Regions from separate parts of the Ovis canadensis genome. Here region 1 is linked to region 2. The links are chromatin contacts, called in public Hi-C maps. All regions are on one chromosome and are shown on one strand. Each heading gives the region's core, a stretch centred on a gene start, on an enhancer-like site or on the middle of the called end of the contact. The rest is flanking DNA. Distances are from core to core; before and after follow the strand shown. Region 1 has its middle 9.7 kb from the start of RPL29. Region 2 holds the start of DUSP7 (dual specificity phosphatase 7).

The links. Hi-C and Micro-C count contacts between places; a contact is called where the count stands out from the background.
Region 1: a contact with region 2 is called in a Hi-C map of fibroblasts, with 2.8 times the contacts expected there. The contact joins the enhancer-like site here to the promoter of DUSP7 in region 2. A contact is called at or near these places in 2 of 2 Hi-C or Micro-C datasets (fibroblasts and lung).

Annotation. Positions count from the first base shown.
Region 1 is chr19:63,606,078-63,609,388 of ARS-UI_OviCan_v2, reverse strand. No RefSeq gene overlaps it. Among named protein-coding and RNA genes, the nearest start is that of RPL29, 9.7 kb to the left of the region's middle. Within about 2 kb of position 1,443, the one cell type or tissue checked has open chromatin away from gene starts, as enhancers often do. A contact at or near this core is called in fibroblasts, where this site is marked.
Region 2 is chr19:63,494,597-63,497,881 of ARS-UI_OviCan_v2, reverse strand. DUSP7 (dual specificity phosphatase 7) reads right to left here and starts at 1,272. Exons shown (of 3, transcript XM_069561450.1): 1 at 589-1,272. The coding sequence starts at 1,105. It overlaps LOC138424476 (a long non-coding RNA gene), which reads left to right and starts at 2,246. Exons shown (of 3, transcript XR_011250807.1): 1 at 2,246-2,593.

The DNA.
Region 1 (3,311 bases), core at 194-2,693, 110 kb before region 2:
AGCTGAGGGCTGGGACAGGAGGCGGCTGCGGGCACAGTACCCCAGGATGCAGAACAGAGAGAGTCCGTCTAGGCAGGAGGCTCAGGTTTGGAAGAGGGGCTCTGGAGCCTTCCTGGGAGAGGAGGGGGGCTGCTGGGGTGCAGGGGCAGGCCTTGTGAGGTCAGGGAGAGGTGGGGGTGGGGTGAGGAGGATGCTGTGGGCCGAGCAGACTCAAGCTGGCATTTGCTCCTTATGGCTCTCTGGCACAGGACCCCAGCTGATGAGGGCCTCCAGGAGCTGTCGCTGTACCCCCGAAGCCCCCAAGGCCTGGCCCACAGTGGGTGTCCTAAATCCAGGGCCTGGGCAGGAAAGGGGTGTTCTGCTAGGGCCAGGAGCCAGGAGCTCTGCATTGATCCTCGCCATACCTGCAGGCTGGCTTCTTCTGTTAGGTGAGGAAACAGAGGCCCAGAAAGGTAAAGTGACTTGCCCAGGGTCACACAGCTATTTCTCCATCAAGGGCACTCCTCGAAGCTCTGCTGGGCTTGGATGCTGCCGGAGACACACGCTGATGACAGCTTGGGAAAAGGAGGGCCACGTCCTAGCTGAGGAGCGAGCCTCAGGGAGAGCGTGCTGTGGTGTCCACGGCAGGTGGGTCCAATACAGCATCCCTCCTCCGCAGCACTGTTGGTCCTTCTTTCCGTGACCCCCCCAGTGCTCGTCACATTCTCAAGCACTCACCGTCTGTCCACTGGTGAAGGCTGGAGGGCATGACACTTAGCAGCTGGGTGACCTTGAACAAAAGCTCCATCCGTTTGTAGCTCCATGACCTCCTCGTGAGACAGGGATGAGCGTGCCACCTACTACACTGTAGGTTATGGTGAGGCTCCAGGGATCCTCACAGGGCCTGGCCGATGGGGGTCTGTCCCATTTAATAGCCGCCCCCCCCACCCCCGCCCACAAGGCTTGAAACGGCCAAAAGGCTAGGCTGGTCATACCCGGCTCTCTCCCTGACCCCCACATCTCCCCTGGAAACGTGTAGGCTGCCCACCCCCAGGGCACCCCGCCCAGAGAGGGCTGAGAGAGTGGGGATGGCTCCCCAGATGCTCTCTTCACCCCCCAGCAGGCAGGGATGACGAGATGACGGTGGCGGGGGTGGAGCCAGGAGAGGGCGGCTGAGGACGTTTGCTGAGTGGAGGCAGTGAGGGCCCGTGGGGGCCCCTGGCCACCCCTGACAACCAGCCCGCAGCACAGGGAGCCGTGGGTGAGGGGCCCAGGGTCGTCGCTCCGCGTGCCACACAGCGCTGGCCCTGCCTGCCTGGCGCGAGTCCTCCAAGCACTAGTTTTAAGCGATCTTTTTTCTGCAAGAAGCTCCGAAGCTCCCGGAGGCGCGGGGGCGGCTTCCCCTTGACTTGCGTCTCTTAGAGGATGCGGCTGGCTAAAAATAACTGGAATTACTGTGCGCCCGCCCCCGGCGTGGAGGAGGGGCCCGGGGGCCTGCGGGGGCGGGAGCCTGGAGGGGATGGAGCTGCAGCCGGGAGGGGGTCCCCTGTGAGGAGGAGAAAAGCGGTGCTGGCAGGTGGGAAGGGGTGCCGGGGGCTGAAGGGGGCGGCCCTGTCTCACCCACTTCTCTTCAGGCCGGCTCCGGAGCGGAGCTGGGGGTGAAAGCTGGCCCTCATCTCGGGCCGCGCACCGCGTAGGGAGCCAGTCTGGCTGGGTAGTAGCAGCGGGCTCCTTCCAGCAGGAAGTCTGTGTTTGAAGGAGACCTCCTTCCACTCAGGTCAGCGCTATTGAATGCAAGCAGTGACAGCAGGGGGCGCTCCTGGTTTCCGCTCGCCTTGCCTGTGGTGGGACACGGAGCCCCAGATCCTTATCCAAAAGCTGGGTGCAACTGCAGCACGAAGCACTAGAGCCCTGGGCAAGCCGAGGCCTCCTCTCGCGGCCCCACCTCCTCCGTCTGTCTGCAGAGGCAGCATCAGGCTTCCCTCATCAGCCCCTGGGTACAGGGCTGAGACAGCCACGTGTGACCACCCCTCACAGCATGCTGGGGGCTGTGGTAGAGTCCAGGAGGCCCTAAGCCAGCAGGACCTGTGGTCCCCACATGAAGGGGCCTGGTCAGGGAGGGTGGGGGCTCCAGTGCCCATGGGACAGGGGAGGTCACTGTGAGGCCCAGGAAGGAGCCTGAGGTTGGGCTGCACAGTGGGCTGCCAGCCCTGCTGGGCTCCTGATGCTGGCCTCTGCCCTCCCCAGCTTCAAACCCCAGGGCCGAGGCAGAGCACAGGAGGCTCAGTGTCAGGGCCAGGGTCTCAGGGTGGAGAGGGGACGGCATGGCTGGCCTTTGTGCACACGCAGACCCAGCAGAGGCAGTGGGGGACACACTGGTGGGAGGACCAGTCAGCCCTGCAGGAGGAATGGGCTGGGACCTCTGGGGCGCTGGGTGGGGGTCCTTCATGCTCTGCATCTCAGCTTCCTTATCCGTAGGGGTGGTGGTTGGATGCCCTGGCGGTCCCCTTAGATGGAGAGAAGGAGCCAAACTGCAGTAGGGAAACAAGCAACTACCCTGCCTGCCTCTCACCTCTCAGCACTCACGGGGCTCTGCAACGTTCTGTCCTAAAGTCACCCTCACTTTGCACACAAGGAAACCAGGGCTCAGAAAGAGGAAGTGACTCCCCCGAGCTCCTAGAGCTTGTACATGATGAACCGGACCTTTATTTATTTATTTGGTTGCTCTAGGTCTTAGATGTGGCACATGGGATCTTTAGTTACGGCAGGTGGCATCTAGTTCCCTGACCAGGGATGCTACCCAGGGGCCCCTGCATTGGGAGCACGGAGTCTTAGCCATTGGACCACACAACTGGACCTTTGAACCCAGGACTATCCAGCTGCACAGTCTGTTTTCTCATTTCATCTTGTTCTGAACATGGAGCCAGATGCACTTGTGCGGTTGAGTCGAATTGGGGTGCGCGGGTGTGGATCCAGAAACGAGATGCACAGTGTCACGTAGCTGTGGACCCATACCCCGACCCACCCATCCCCTACCCCTCTAGGCTTGGCTCAGGTCACAGGGCACCTTGTTCCAGGGCACCAGTGTGCCTGGCAAGTGTCCGTGTGTGCGTTGGGGGGTTGGGGAGAAGAGGGAGTGTATACCCTGGCAGAATGGGAACATTGTCATTAACAATAATGATAATACAACCCACCCCGCAGGATGTTTTTAGCAGCTCTGTTCCTGAGGAGAAGCTAAGAACACCACAAACATCCAGTAACAGGAGATTTAAGAAATCAACGGCACCTCCCGCAGCAGCAGGGGTGAACCCTAAAGCGTAATGTAGAGGGAA
Region 2 (3,285 bases), core at 23-2,522:
CACCTCTGGGGTGGCTGGCCAAGGACTTGGGGGTCTCGGAAAACCAAAGCTGGGGCAAGGGACACTCCTTACAGCCCTGCCCCAAGCACTTCCAAGAGGTGGCGATTCCCCAGTGACAAGCCCCACATGGGGATCCTCCGAGTCCCCCAAACTCTCCCTCTGCCCTGGCAGGGCTGAGGGTGGTGATTAAAGGTTCCTGTCCTAACTCTGGCCTTCCAGGGACACCCATTCCAGGCTGGAGGAGCTGAACTGGTGCCCAGGAGGGCACCCTCCCTCCTTTGCCGGGCTTCAGGGGGGAACCTGGGAGCTACCATGGCCCCAACAATGGGGAAAAAAGGAAAGCCCAAGTGGGGAAAAGTTTGTTCAGACCACTCGGATCATGCCCGGAAAGGGACGTAGAGGGGGCTACTGTACCAGCCTACACCCGCACAGCTTGGGCAGGGAGCCCTGGAGGGGAGGATGCGAGCGGGGGAGACGTGGCGCCGGCTGGACAGGCCGGGCACCGGGAGAGAAAGCCGCCTCCGTCGGGGGCATCCGGGAGCCACGGGAGCGCCCCAATTCCAGACTGGGTCTCGCTGCCGCCCTTACCTTGGAGGTAGTAGGCCTGGCAGCCGTCGTCGCGCAGCTTTTGCAGGAGAAGGCCAAGCACCGAGGCGGGAGCGCCGGGCTCTGGCTGCCATTCGGCCGTGGCCTCGTCGTAGAGCAGCACGGTGGCCGCCTTGCAGCGCGTAGCGAAACGCTCCTTGTCGGCGTGGTTGGGGATGATGGAGCGAATGGGCAGGTTGCCTTTGCGGAGGCGGCGCAGCATGAGACCCGGGATGGCCAGGTTGATGGCCGTCTCGATGTGTGACGACTCGAAGAGCTCGTGCGGCCGGCAGTCGAGCAGCAGCAGGGACGCGCCGCCGCGCGCCTCCAGCTCCTCCTGCAGCCACTCGGCGCTCTTGCAGGGCATGGCCCCTGCGCCCGCCGCCGCGCCTGCCCCGGTGCCGGCGCCAGATCCAGATCCCGCACCGGGCTCCGACCCCGCCCCGGTGTCCCCAGACGCCGACGCCCCCGAGGCCGACATGTGCGCCCGCGCTGGGGGGCCGCGGAGCTGGTTTTTCATGGGGAGCGCGGGCGGCCCGGGGCCGGGGCCGGGCAGCCCTGCCCTGGGACGGCGCCCCGGCCGCGCGGGCCCCAGCCGCGTCTCCGGGCGCCCGCCTCCCACCGAGCTGCTCGCCCGCCGCCCCGGCCTCCCGGCCTCCGTCCCGCCCGGCCCTCCGCGCGCTCCGCGGCCTGACAGCCCCAATTAAACAGCGTCTCAGGCGGCCGCGCGCCCAGGCGTCCTCGGGGGGGGCGGGGCCGCGCCGCGGCTCCCGAGCTTAAAGGCGCCGCTGCTCCGCCGCCCCTCCCCACGGGGTCTGTGGGCACGCGAGCGGTGCCCTAAGCCCGGAGACCAGCCCCCTGGCCTTCGCTCGGCCTCAGCGCTGCCGCTCAGAACCCACTAAAACTCTCCCAGAGGCCCAACCAAGACACTCCTGGGTCCTATCCCGGAGCTCCCAGTTCTGTGCCTGTCCCAAGAGCTGTCCTCGGGGGACCCGCTCCAGGGATCCTCTCCCCTACATTCCGGCAGTCTCCCGGGGATGGAGCGGAGGAAAGGGGCGATCAAGCTGAGCCGAAGTCCTGTCGACTCCACTGATTCATGAACAACTCCCAGCGAGTTCAGCACACGGGAACTGAACACCTACTCCGTGCCATTCCCTGGGCACCTAGGCTGTCACCGCTTCAGGCGGCTGCACAGTCCTAAAGAGGGCTCTGCGTTTGGAGACCTTGAGGGGTCGTCTCACTCCAGCAGGTCCGAGGGGGAAAGCAGGACTAGGCAGCTAAGGTAGGAAGGCTCAGGGCCGTGCCACCCTCCGCGGGCTAGATTGTAGAAATCCCCAAAAGGACCGGCCCTGGGAAGAGACAGCGGGACCTTTAAGAAAGCTTTACAAGCGGAGTGGTGACAGGCGCGGAGTGAAGCGCCACGTGACTTTTCCACTGGACCGGGGTGGGAGGGAGGGGGCCCCCTCTGTAACCTGCTCTCCTCCCACCTTTCCTAACTGTCGAATCAACTTTAATGACAGGCGGGACGCACCACGCAGAGCGCCAATCGCAGCCGAAGGAGCGGGGCAGAGGGAAGGCGGGGCCCGCCAAAAGTTCCACCCAGCGCGGGCTGGGCGGGGCCTCAGCGGCACTGGCTGCGGGTGGCAGGCTGGCTGGCTCCGCGGAGGAGGTGAATGGAGCCGCAGGTAGCCCTGGAACAAAGCGGCTCCACTAGCGCGGCGCGCGTGCGCGGGGCCTGCCGCGCTTCCCCTAAGGAGTCAGGGCTGTCTGCGCTGGGGAGTCCGTCCCTGGCTGATCCTGCAGTCCGTCCGGTCCGTTCCCTGCCCGGCGGAGTGCGCCCACATCCTTGGGGCTTACCCCCTCCCACTCTGCCCGAGGCTGGGCGGCTCCCCGCCACCCTGCCTCTACATCCTGGAGGGAATCAGGGTCAGAGATGAATGGCGGCGGTGCCTGAGATTTGCCAGAGTGCGTGCCTCTGGAACCTGCAGGAGTTGAGCTTTCTGACCAGGTAGAGGAGCGGCCCTGCGGCATTCCCCGCTACCCACCTCCCCACTAACGCCCTTTTGTCCTCGCGGAGGAGAGTCTACCAGGTTTCATCCCAACTGCAGGGCTGCGTGGCAGAGGAGCAGGGATCTCTTCCACGGTTACACTTCCGGAAAGACCAGAGTATTGCAGATATAGATGGTCCTAGCATCCGAGATGCCAGGCCCAGGGAGGTGATAGGAAAAGCTGGTCTCTGGCCTCCCACGCAGGCTTGTCCTAGGGTTGCTGGGCAGCGCCTTCTTGCCCGGGGATCCGGAACGCGTCGAAAGGGCTCGCCGAGCCTGAGGGGCTCAGATGCACACTTTGCTCTGCTGCTTGCTGATAAGTTGTGATGGTTCTCACCTCTCTGGGCCTCAGGTCTCCCCATGTGGGAGGGTGCTGGGCCCGACAGTACCCAAATAGTCCATCCCAAGGTAGTCCTGTTGCTGGTCGGCAGGGATGGAGACAGCGCTCAAACGAAGAGTCCTGGGATTGACTCCTCTGCGCTTCCAATGAAGGGGCAACAGGTGCCACCCCTTTGTCAGGGAACTAAGATCCCACATGCTGGGCTGTGCAGCCAATAGACAAAAAAGAGGTCTAAGCAGACACACATGGGAGAGGACCTCCTCGCTAATGAGCATTCCTCAGTGGGCTTGTTGGGAGCCTGTTGGAGTGTGG